Linked DNA regions of Sus scrofa: all the other regions are linked to region 2. The links are chromatin contacts, called in public HiChIP or PLAC-seq maps. All regions are on one chromosome and are shown on one strand. Each heading gives the region's core, a stretch centred on a gene start, on an enhancer-like site or on the middle of the called end of the contact. The rest is flanking DNA. Distances are from core to core; before and after follow the strand shown. Region 1 overlaps LOC106504325 (a long non-coding RNA gene). Region 2 overlaps LOC106507125 (a long non-coding RNA gene). Region 3 overlaps LOC106504325 (a long non-coding RNA gene).

Evidence for each region. HiChIP or PLAC-seq counts read pairs in DNA pulled down with a chosen protein or histone mark.
Region 1: a contact with region 2 is called in an H3K27ac HiChIP or PLAC-seq map of skeletal muscle, with 8 times the contacts expected there. The contact joins two enhancer-like sites. A contact is called at or near these places in 1 of 47 Hi-C or Micro-C datasets (fetal skeletal muscle) and 1 of 2 datasets of contacts at active chromatin or transcription factors (skeletal muscle).
Region 3: a contact with region 2 is called in an H3K27ac HiChIP or PLAC-seq map of skeletal muscle, with 8 times the contacts expected there. The contact joins two enhancer-like sites. A contact is called at or near these places in 7 of 47 Hi-C or Micro-C datasets (fetal heart ventricle, fetal skeletal muscle, heart right ventricle and 4 more) and 1 of 2 datasets of contacts at active chromatin or transcription factors (skeletal muscle).

Annotation. Positions count from the first base shown.
Region 1 is chr7:10,881,731-10,886,071 of Sscrofa11.1, forward strand. All of the region lies in intron 1 of LOC106504325 (a long non-coding RNA gene), which reads right to left. Among named protein-coding and RNA genes, the nearest start is that of MIR9807, 120 kb to the left of the region's middle. Within about 2 kb of position 2,286, at least 3 of the 83 cell types and tissues checked have an H3K27ac peak or open chromatin away from gene starts, as enhancers often do. A contact at or near this core is called in skeletal muscle, where this site is marked.
Region 2 is chr7:10,447,568-10,451,422 of Sscrofa11.1, forward strand. All of the region lies in intron 1 of LOC106507125 (a long non-coding RNA gene), which reads left to right. Among named protein-coding and RNA genes, the nearest start is that of CD83, 100 kb to the left of the region's middle. Within about 2 kb of position 1,999, at least 2 of the 83 cell types and tissues checked have an H3K27ac peak or open chromatin away from gene starts, as enhancers often do. A contact at or near this core is called in skeletal muscle, where this site is marked.
Region 3 is chr7:10,833,364-10,837,289 of Sscrofa11.1, forward strand. The region is part of intron 2 of LOC106504325 (a long non-coding RNA gene); the gene reads right to left. Among named protein-coding and RNA genes, the nearest start is that of MIR9807, 76 kb to the left of the region's middle. Within about 2 kb of position 2,613, at least 24 of the 83 cell types and tissues checked have an H3K27ac peak or open chromatin away from gene starts, as enhancers often do. A contact at or near this core is called in skeletal muscle, where this site is marked.

The sequences.
Region 1 (4,341 bases), core at 1,036-3,535, 430 kb after region 2:
AGTTAGACCCTGGGTGCATCACAGATTTCTAATTCCTCTCCTGAAGCGCCGTGAGCTAGAGAAAGCCTCCCAGGTATTCATGAAAGGGCCTCAGCACGGTGCCCCAAACGGACCGCAGTGTGCCAAACCTAACAGAGTAAGCTCGCAAAAACTCGCTAAAATGGCAAAGTCGATGCCTTCGCTTGGCTGATTTCTCTTAATGGCAACTGTTCGCAAATGGACCCCCCGCCACACTCCACCACCATCCCACACACACAGGTACATGCACACGCGTCCACACACAGAAAGAGAGACAATTCTAAGAGTATTTTCAGGGTGGGCTGTTTGGCCTTTGAAATGTGTTTTACTATTCTTTAATGAAATTTAAGACAGGTCATCATGCTGCTGACGATCTGAGGCCTAATGACCTGGCACACGTAGCAAGAATGAGCCATTCAAACCCTTAGACAATAGAGGTGCAGCCTAAGACAACAGAATTCCACTTCCTCACTGGGCAGCTTTGGTTTCATTCCATTTCTTCCAAGTGGGTGAAGCGCAGCAGTGCCAAAGGCCAGCCACCCTTCCCACTTTGAAGCAGGCAACTCACTGTCTCCTGGGCTGTCTCTGCCTTACTCGGAATCTTGAAGTCTCCACACTTCCCTCTTCCAAACCCCCTCCAACATCTACGGCCTGCTCAGATCCCGCTGAAGGGGGTGTACATTAGTACAACTTGGCAGCGTCTATCAAAAATCTCCAGGATATCCTTTTCTGTGAACCACACAACAATATAATCTGTACAAACAACAACAACAACAACAACAATTACAGAATCATCTCAAACAGGGAGAATCATCTCAAACAATATAATCTGTACAAAAAACAACAAAAACAAGCACCAAAAATTACAGAATCATCTCAAACAGGGAGAAATAATACAGTGCCCTATCAAGGGAGAAAGCTTGGGTAAATAATGATCAAAGCATTTATGCAAGGGATATTTCTATCGTTAAAATGACTATAAGTTAAAATAGCTACCCATTTGTTTCCAGCATAAACTCAACTATACAAAATGCCACCACCCACAGAATGAGAAATGCCAAGTATAGTTACTTCTAGATGGTACTGAGATTATATATAAAATAAGAAATGAAGTAATATTTTTCTCACAGATGTCTTCTTTATTCCCAAGTCTCCTGCAGTGACTGTTCATGTAACCAACAGCCAAGTGCAGTGGTTGAGAGCCATCCCGTGTCAGAAAGTCTGCGTTTACATCCCACATCCTCCAACCATGGGCTGTGTGACTCCAAGCAGGTTATGTAATTTCCCTGAACTTCCATCATGGATAAAAGAAGATAATTTTATTGTTGTGAGGATTAAATAAATTAATATACACACATACCTCGCTTTATTGTGCTTTGCTTTATTGTGTTTCGTAGTTGCCACATTTTTTTTTTTTTTAATTGGAAGTTTGTGACAACCCTGTGTTGAGAAGTCCTATTGGTGCCATTTTCTCAACAACATTCTTCTCACTCCTTGTCTCTGTGTCATGTTTTGGTAATTCTCACAGTATTTCAAACTTTTTCGTTATTATGACATTTACGATGGTCATCCGTGAGCAGCAGTCTTTGATGTGACTATTGCAGAAAGATAACTTGCTGGAGGCTCAGATGATGGTTAGCAATTTTTTTAGCAAAGTATTGTTTAATTAAGGTATGTCTCTTTTTTTTCAGACATAATGCAATTGCATCCTCAACAGACTAGAGAATATTGTAAACGTAACTTTTATAGGCACTAGGAACCCAAAAAGAATTTGTGTGATTCCCTTTATTGCAGTGGTCTAGAACTGAACCCCAAATATCCCTGGGGTATGCCTGGACATAGGTGTTGAAAACAGTGGCACAGAGGAAATGCTCAATAAATTTTACCCATGTTATTAAACATTTATTGAGGGCTTGCTGTGTGCCGGGTTGAATGTTAAGCACCGTGGATAAAAGAGAAAATGACAATTGATTCCTTGTTCTTGAGGGGGGAAAACAGACATGTAAAGGACCCACCTCAGCAGGGAGGTTCTGTGGGGGAGGGAGATGCAAGATACTGTGGGAGCGAAGAAGAGAGAGGCCCTCCCCTGCCAGGGCAAGAATTCTCACCATCACTGGAATTAGAATTCCTTGGATAGCTCCAGATTCTTCCATTACTTCATCTCTCTCTATTTCAGGACACTCAGCGGGGAGCGGGTATCTGTGGAGTAACTGGAAGCGAGTCTGGAGAGAATCTAACAGTGTCCAGACTGCTGTCCTGGCCACTGGGCCCAGTCACTCTCACATGACACCTACCAGGCTGGCTCTTTCTCAGCGAGGCTTAGAGGTGGAGCGGGCTGATGAAGGCTCCTCAGCTGATTTGGGACAGAGAGGAGACACAGCCCAGGGGCGACAGGTGGAAGGGCCTGGAGGTCACACCAGAGAGCTGGCAGAAAGGACGCCTCTGTCAGTAGAGGCTCACGTTTTCATTCGTTCTGTCAATAGCTGCTACACCTCCATGAGAACAGGGTCATGGGAGAAAGGAGACGGAACACCTGAAGACCGAAAAAGGAGACTTTGAGGCAGCCAACTTACGGTTGTCTCCGCAACAAAGTTAGGACCTGAAATTCGTGCTTGTAGAGATCTCTCCATGCCGAGGCAGCCTCCCACACCATGACGGCGGCAGGGGAGGTGGTGCCCCGGTGAGCTGGCAGAAGATGGAGAAGCCCAAACATTAACTCCTAGAGAGGAGGCTTGGACAAGCTACCACCAAGAGCTCAGACTCTTTATGAGAATTCTGGAATGAGACACAGACTATGTGTTGATCTAAGGACCACTGACCCTATGCCTGCTAATTTAATTCAGGCTGATATATGCTGGCTGCCTTTGAGCCTACCATCCATCCATGAGGCTCTCTTGTATGTACCCAGCCACTAAGAAGCAGTGTCATCTAAAGAAGATAATAAGGAACTTGGAAGCCAGTGGCCTGAGGTCAAACTTAGTTGAGCTATTTATTCGCTGGACGACTTTAGCAGGAGACTTTCATCTCTGCGAGCCTTAGCATCTTCCTTTATTTATACTACTGAAATAATAATACCCACCTCATAAAGTTGTTGGGAGATAACACAAACTATCTGTTTCTGAAGCATTTAGCAAGATGGTTGGGTTCATAAATATTACTTATTCTTCTGAAGAAGGAAATGATTCTTGCTGGTCCTCAACCACATCAGTCATATGTCAAGAGCCACACTGTCCTGACTGCCTGCCATTCGTGCCAGTCACACAACTGCTAAGTCACCAGCAGAGGCAGTTTCCACTGGAACTGGAACCACCATACTGAAAAGTTTCCGTTTTATCCAACTCCCACGGCCTTCATCCAACTGGATGGATTAATCCACTGTTTTAAACATCTACGGCAGTAGTCTTGATTGTTGTCATAGAAAATTGAGAACCGCTCTAGTATAAAAATAAATCTCTCCCAAGACCTATATTTCTGTATTGAATCTCTGATGCTATGAATTGCTCTTAATCAATATATTTTCCCATTGCCAAAATGGGCCTTCTTCAGACAATAACAGCCAGGCAAAAACACTCAGTGACTTCCCCCGCCATGACTATGCAGCAGTTGTCATGAACAATAAAAATATGACTAGCAAATTGGAGTTCTGGTGTTTTGAGGGAACTTAAGGAAAATGAATGTAGTGAGTATTCTGCATTTTTCAGTAGAATCATTTAAAAGGAGTGGGTAATGAAAGATCGATGGCCAAAAACGCCCACACATAATGTTTGCTCACAGCCTAACTCATCTCTGCCTCATGTCCTGAATGGTTGTGCAATGTTGTTGTATATGGTCCAACAGATGCTATGTATTTCTGGCATCTTTACTTCAGTACTGGACAAACTGACCTTGAATTTTTTTTGAGTTACTTTACATCTAAGGGAGTAAAAATGACGAAATCTTTATCATGACATTTCACGTTGCACTTTCACCATAAGTTAGATCACAGATAGCAGTATCTCTGGACTTGAGTAATGAACTAAACTCCCCTGGCAGGTACAGGATGTTTCTTGTTTTATATCACATCTACTATACCATGAGCTGTACTGTGGCAAAGTTCAGGGCTCTTGGAAATCTTGTCAGAAATAAAGGTACTAGAGGTCCCCTTGTGACTTAGCAGTAATGAACCCAACTTGTATCCACGAGGATGTGGGTTCAATCCCAGGCCTTGCTCAGCGGGTTAAGGATGCAACGTTGCCATGAAATTAGAAATCAACCATGGGAAAAGCAAAGAGAAAAAACCTACTACATGGAGACTAAACAACATGCTACTAAAAAACCAATGGG
Region 2 (3,855 bases), core at 749-3,248:
TAAAGATGAGAGAGTGGTGACCAATGTAGGCATGATCTATATTAGCAGCTCCATGCAAGTCAAGGTGAAGATATGATATAAATTAAATACTAGAGTGCCCTCCGCCCGGGGTGAACGCTAAGGTGGTTCGGTAACATGAAATCGTTGATGCAACTTGGGATCTGGGGGAAACGCCAGGTTGAAATGCCAGACTTGTCACTTACGCACTCTGTGACCTTGGACATGTTTCTAAACCTCTCGGAGCCCGGTTTCCTTATCTGAAAAATGGAGAAAATAATAATACATACATCACAGGGTTGTTATGAGGACTCTGATAAAGAAGGCAAAGTGCTTGCCTCGGGACATAGTAACGGCTGTTACAGATGAGCTTAGTGAGGTAGCATATGACCCAGTGCAACCTCCCTCATCCTCCAGAGAAACAAACGGAGGCTCAGAGATAGGAGGTTATGTTCTGATTGCCACACAGCGATAGTGAGAGCTAAGACGAGCTCTTTGGCCTTGTGAAACTCAGTTCAGTGCTTTCCTGCGTTGTACTTTGAGTCATATTTGTAATATCCCTTCTGAATGGTGAAAAAAATCAAGTGAAAAACATGTATTTTTTTGAAATATTTCTGGCAGAATCTTGTTTTATTCATTGCTAATTACACTGTGGTTGGACTTTTTTTTGGTGGGGGGGCAGTCTTCTTTGGGCTGCACCCACAGCATATGGAAGTTTCCAGGCTAGGGGTTGAATCAGATCTGTAGCCACTGGCCTAGGCCACAACCACAGCAACACCAGATCCGAGCCGAATCTGTTGCCTACACTGCAACCCACAGCAAATGCTGGATCCTTAAACCACTGAGTGAGGCCAGGGATCAAACCCACGTCCTCATGGATACTAGTCAGGTTTATACCACTGAGCCACAATGGAAACTCCAAGACATGTATTTTTTGAAATATTTCTGGCAGAATCTTGTTTTATTCATTGCTTCCAACTGTGGATGGTCTGCTTTCTGGCACCAGGTGACATGAAAGTCTGTGCTTTGTATAAATAATTGTTGAGTAGCTGGAGGAGGCTAGAGTTGAATGGTTGGAGAAAAGGTAACATAAAATGTAACGCATTTTTGTTTCCTCCAGAAGAGATAGTTAAGGATAGCAAGTCTCCAAGGTTGATGTTTTCATTTTGTTTTACCTTAAATGTTTCGGGAACAACAAGGAGGTTTTTTGTTTGTTTTAATAAAGCCATTGTAGTAAAAGTCAAATGGTACCAATTTGTGTGGACTGTGAGATTAACCTAAAGGAGCTGCCTGCAGACAGGACTTTGGGAGTAGAGGTCACAGAGAAGGCAGATCATATGCATCAGTTAGGTACCATATTGTTTACTGCTTGGAACAAAATCCCCTCGGCTCCCACGCTTAAGCACAGCTTCCGAGCAATTACTCAGGTCCAAAGTTTACTTCCGATTCCAGCCTTTACAGACCAGTGCTGAGCCCATCAAGTTTTATGGCAGTCAATGCATCTCCCTTCCAGAAGCAACTGGTCACAGCCATTTCCAACACAAAGCTGCTTGGTCCATGCTGTCTTCTTTTTATAGTCTGTTTCCAGACTCAGTGACCCATAAAGTTAACTTATAGCCAAGTCACAGCCATGACCAGAGCTGTTGTTTTTGTGTCCATCCCTCAAGTTCCCTGGCTTCCCGGGCAAGGCCTGTTGCCTTTTCCCAGGACATTGCTTAGAGGCAATGCATCATTCTGTTTGTCTCTTGTGGGGTCATTCCTTTTGGTCCAATCCCTGGTCCTGGGTCTTGAATCCAGACTGTTTGCTTGAAACATTCCCAAACCCTGGGATTTTCTGGTTTGCCCCCAAGAATGCCCATACTGAAGTTCTGTGCCTAGCAGGACCCTTATTAATGGAGATATGGCTCCCACTTGGTAAGTTGAGGTCAGGGCATACTGTGAGCTCCAACCACCTGTGCAAACACAGCAGTGATTCAGTGGGTATTTCTAGCTAGATGTCCTGATGGTGTCAGTTACGACCTAATTTGTCTTCTCCCCCACCCCCCCCTTCCTCTCCAAATAGGGTGAGTATATATAACAAAGAGAATGTGATAGAGTGACTTGGCCTTTAGAAAGGTGGAATTTGAAAGTTACTTAATTTAGAGAAACTCATTAGGGCATGGAGTCCAGAAATGGGCATGTGTTATTTTAGGATTACTGAGTCACCCAACCTCTTCATTTTATTGATTTGGATGGATTAGTAAGTTTCCTTGCCTTGATCAAGTTTGGGGAGCTAGTTAAAGGCAAGGCCTGGGTTGGAACACTTATCTTCTTACTCTCAATCTGGTATTTTTCTCCTTACAGAATGTTGTCTTCCATCAGAATCTAGTTTTGTTCTGTGACAGAAAGATTAACTTCACAAAGAAGGAGAGAGGACTGAAACATATCTTGGTTTTAGTAGGACTGGTGCCTGTCTCCCACAACCTATTAATTAATGATGGAAGAAAACAGGGGTTAAATCTTATCATAGACACCCCAAATTAGAATATCTTGATTTATAGAGTTTTAGGACTAGGAGGTACTATAAACCATTGAATACAGCAGGTTTCACACTGTGCTCAGTGGAACCCTGGGATCCTGCACAAGTGCCGCAAAGGCCTTGTAAGGATGAGGGAAGGAGAGTGTGCAGGACTCTGAGCCTTCTCTCCTGGGGCCACTAGAGCAAGCCTGTCTTCACTGTTGGGGTTTTAGGTTAGATTTTATCTTTTTTTTTTTTTTTTTTTTTTTTTTTGCTTTTTAGGACCACATCTATGGCATATGGAAGTTCCCAGGCTAGGGGTGGAATTGGAGCTTTAGCTGCCAGCCTATACCACAGCCACAGCAACGCCAGATCTGAGCCATGTCTTCGACCTACTACACCACAGCTCATAGCAATGCCAGATCCTTAACCCACTGAGCCAGGCCAGGCATTAGACTCTCATCCTCGTGGATACTATTTGGGTTTGTTACTGTTGAGCCACAATAGGAACTGCAGGTTAGATTTTATCTTAAAATGGAAGTCCACTTCTAAAGAAAGAATGCAAACCTTAAATCTAGTTCAAACCTCTCAATTTACAGATGAGAAAACCAAAGCCTCCAGTCTTGACTCTGGGGAGTTGCAGGGCAAGAATCATCCTATTTTAGGGATAAGGGATTCAAAGCTTAAGAGATTTATAGAAAGATACAGGAGTTCCCGTCGTGGCGCAGTGGTTAACAAATCCAACTAGGAACCATGAGGTTGAGGGTTTGGTCCCTGCCCTTGCTCAGTGGGTTAAGGATCCGGCGTTGCCGTGAGCTGTGGTGTAGGTTGCAGACGCGGCTCGGATCCCGCGTTGCTGTGGCTCTGGCGTAGGCCGGTGGCTACAGCTCCGATTGGACCCCTAGCCTGGGAACCTCCATATGCCGCGGGAGCGGCCCAAGAAATAGCTAAAAAAAGACAAAAAAAAAAAAAAAAAAAGAAAGATACAGACTTCATCAAGTGGCAGAGCCAGGGCTGAAACCAGGTATATGGTTCTTTATTTCTGGCCTGTGATTCTTCCTATCATGTCACATTATTTAATAATATGAAACATGTGGGTGACCTTACTGCTCCATGATCAAGTAAGTCCCTTCCCCAAAGAATGCAGGACTGAAAGGGAGGGGTTTGAGGGAGCAAAATAAGAGAGAGCAACAATAAGCTAGTGTGGGGTAGGGACTTACTACTGGACCCGAGAAACAGGTGCACCTACCCATTCTTGCTTCCGTTCCTCAAGAGTCTGTCTCACTGTGCAAGTTCCTTGCTGTAGCCCCAGTGCCTACACAAAGGCCTGGCACAGAGTCAGAGCTCACTAAATAGTTGTT
Region 3 (3,926 bases), core at 1,363-3,862, 390 kb after region 2:
GGGTCGAATCGGAGCTGTAGCCACCGGCCTATGCCAGAGCCACAGCAACGCGGGATCCGAGCCGCATCTGCAACCTACACCACAGCTCACGGCAACGCCGGATCCTTAACCCACTGAGCAAGGGCAGGGACCGAACCTGCAACCGCATGGTTCCTAGTCGGATTCGTTAACCACTGCGCCACGACGGGAACTCCCGAGAATCTCTTTTTAAAGTGGTGAAACCGATCATGGAGATAGTAAAAATCTCGGCGAAGAAATGACAGAGAATGAGGAAGGACTGGGAGTGAGGTCCATCCCCTTGAGCTCCTCCTGTTCCCTCTGGCTCAATGCCGCCTCCTTCAGCACAAACCTGGAACTGGGGGCACAGGACGTCTTAGCCCCCTGTGTGGGTAAAGGCACGTCCCAACATAAACGGGGAGGGAATCATTTCAGGCCACCGAAGTAATTCGCCTCAACCCGCACACTATTCCGGTTTATTCCCGATCCCTTGGTTTAGACACTTGGCCATTGCTCAGTAGAGAGCGTATCACCTTGATAGGCTGTTAGTGCATCCGCTACAAGGTGCGCCTCATCCCACATTAGGGCACACACTCCAGAAGTCTCTCTTCTCTTTAAGTTTTCATTTAAGTCACTTGCGTGTTGCAAATGCACAACAGAAGTGTTCCCGTAAGGGCAGTCAAATGCCAAGAATGACTAAGCCTTCACTTGTTCTCTTTACCAATACTTCCCACGCACCTATGATGTCAGGAGGTATCGGCACAGAAACAAAAAGACACAGCTGCCGCCTGAAGGAACCACCTGTAGGTGTCAACCTGGGGCCACTTCCTCCAGGATGCCCTCCCTAGCACCTGGGTCTGGACACATAGCACCTCCTCAGGGTCCTACACCACGGGGGCCTCTACATCCACGGCCTGCATCCGCTGGAGTGTTGTGGTCAGTACTTAGGCAGGCTCTCCTTATTGCAAATCCAGTGGGCGAGCTTCAAATAGGATGCATCTCGGGAGTTCCCGTCGTGGCGCAGTGGTTAACGAATCTGACTAGGAACCATAAGGTTGTAGGTTCAATCCCCGGCCTTGCTCAGTGGGTTAAGGATCCCGTGTTGCCGTAAGCTGTGGTGTAGGTCGCAGACGCGGCTCGGATCCTGCGTTGCTGTGGCCCTGGTGTAGGCTGGCAGCTACAGCTCCGATTTGACCCCTAATCTGGGAACCTCCATATGCCGCAGGAGTGGCCCAAGAAATGGCAAAAAAAAAAAAAAAAAACCGACAAAAACAAACAAAAACAAATAGGATGCATCTCACAGCCTCCTTGACAAAGAATTGCAGTGATGATGACAATGATGAAGATGCTGATGACGACATAATGAAAGAAAAAAACTGATCATACCCTTTTCTACAAGTACCGCCTGCCTGTCTCCTTGTGCCCTAAATCCCTGGATGTGCCTACCTGCACACTCACAGGGGCTCGGCATGGTCGGAGAGCCTGCCGAGTTGGCAGCGGGATGTCAGTTTCCCGTGGGCGGCTGCTCTCTGTGTACCAGCCTGACTAATGTACTTCAGCGGAATCGGGGATGAAAAATGAAGAGGAAGTAAAGCTTGCTGCTAAAACATATGTGTCAGAAAATCATTATGAGTATTAAATTACAGCAATAAAATGAACCAGAACTAATTTTGCAAATTAAGATCCAATACGTTTTTTTCCATAGCCACACCTTTTCTTAAAAAAAAAAAAAAAAAAGCCTGGCAAAATAAGATAGAGCCTAAGAGTATTAAAACGGAGTCTAAGGGGGCTGGGATGGGATGGGAAAATGGAGAAAACCAGAAATTTCAATATGACAAAGAGATTAGCTTTCAGGGGCGGGGGAGATGGTAAAAATAAGGCCCATGTGCCAAACATACTAGTAAAATGCCCAGTTTCTGAGCTGACGTACCTCGTGCTGGACACGTAAAATGTATGTCCCCACACGGCTGCTCTCTTCTGCTGCCCCACCCCCCACCCCAAGGGTCTCCTGACCCAAGGAACGAGTAAGTTCCTAAATTTCTGACGCCCACTTATTTTTAGAAGAGCTTATCACCGTGGGTCAAATTAAATCTGAAGCTGTAAACAAACCTTTGGAGCTCTGCCTGGTCTGGAGAATAACAGGATATCTCCCGCCACCCTCCAGCCTGAGAAAGAGATTGTAATTAGCTCATTGTCCCCAAATAGGCACAAAGAGGGCGGGGCCGCACAAGCTCCCTTTCAGCCTTTCCAGGGACATCTCTGGGCAGCTGTTAATAAATGAAGTTACGTCTACCGTCTCCTGGGAACACGGCTGAGCACAACACCTCGTTCCAAAAGGCACGCTGAGGAAGAGGGTGAAACACCCCAGCCAAAGACTCACGGACAGGGTCCCCCACCAAGAGAGCAAAACGGGGTTCACCCCTGGGGTTCTATGCCTCCTGGCTGGGCTCTGGCACAACAGCGGGGGAGCTGTCTGTGACACCCAGAGAACCCAGCTATTTATAGCCACACAATCATTATAAATAAAGCTTTTACAAGGAGAACCCTGGCCCTGCATTAGTTAAAACTGTAAACTGGCAGCTATAAATAACTCGGTTACATGCTCAAGTGCGGCTACTGACTGATACTTCCTCAAATTTGACAAATACTGACAAGTTTGTTTGACAAACATCCCACTGACATTCATCTGATTTTGAATAAGCGGTGCTGCCTTTTTAATTTGGTCCCTGAGGCCGGGGGGGGGGGGGGGGGGGGGGGACTTCCTTTATTCTTTCCCTCCCTCACCTCCTGCACCGGGAGGTGTGTCCTCCTGTGTGTAGCTCTTCCCCCCTAATCACTGGAAGGGATTTGGGGCCATTTAAGGGGAAGCTTATTAAATCCACTGCTTCTCTCTCGGGACGGTTCTGCTGTAGGGGCTCTGCAAGGGTCTGGGGCGTTTTGTTAATGACACAATAGTGATGGAGGGGGGAGGGGAATGTGGTGGATGAAGGTGGGGAGGGGGCCCGAAGGGAAGGGCAGGTCTGAAGGGCAGATGGTTGGAATCCATCTGCAAGGGAGACTTGAGAACCTAAAAATATCAGAAGGGAGCCAAGAGAAGAGTCTGGACAGAGGGACCGACCTCCCAAGGTCCCTGATCCGAGAGCCTTCGAAGAGTCTAGATTGGGGTCCCTGAGGCGTGGGTGCTCACTCTAGGTGACCCACAATGACATCTGTCAGGAGTCATGGGATTTCAGAGCTCTGGGGGACATCTGGGATTGTCAGATGTAACTCAGTCATTTCACAGGGGGCAGAGTTGAGTCAAAGAGGCTCCCACAACTAGTTAGTGCAGAACCAGACTAGAGCTCAGCTCTGGGCTTCTTCATCATTAAATTAATTAACATACTTGGAGTTCCCATCCGTGGCTCTGCAGTTATGAACCCAACTAGTATCTAAGAGGATGCAGGTTAGATCTCTGGCCTCGCTCAGTGGCTTAAGGATCTGGTGTTGCTGTGAGCTGTGGTGTAGGCCGCAGATGTAGCTTGGATCCTGAGCTGCTGTGCCTGCGGTGTAGGCCGGCAGCTGTAGCTCTGATTTGACCCCTAGCCTGGGAACTTCCACATGCTGTGCACACGGCCCTAAAAAAGACAGAAATTTTTAATTAATTAACATACACAGTGTCTGGAACATTCCTGGCCTTGGTGAGCACGAGCTAGCATTATGGGAGTAGTGACCACCAGCCAGTCCTTCTGACCAGTGCTCTCTGTGTGTTGACTTTAAACACTGACCTACTCCCCACTGTCCCTGGTCCACATCTTCTCTGTCTGATTTAACTCTTATTTATTTTTATTTTTTTGCTTTTTTAGGGGCGCACCTGAGGCATATGGAGGTTCCCAGGCTAGAGGTCAAATTGGAGCTGTAGCCACCAGCCTACACCACAGCCACAGCTACAT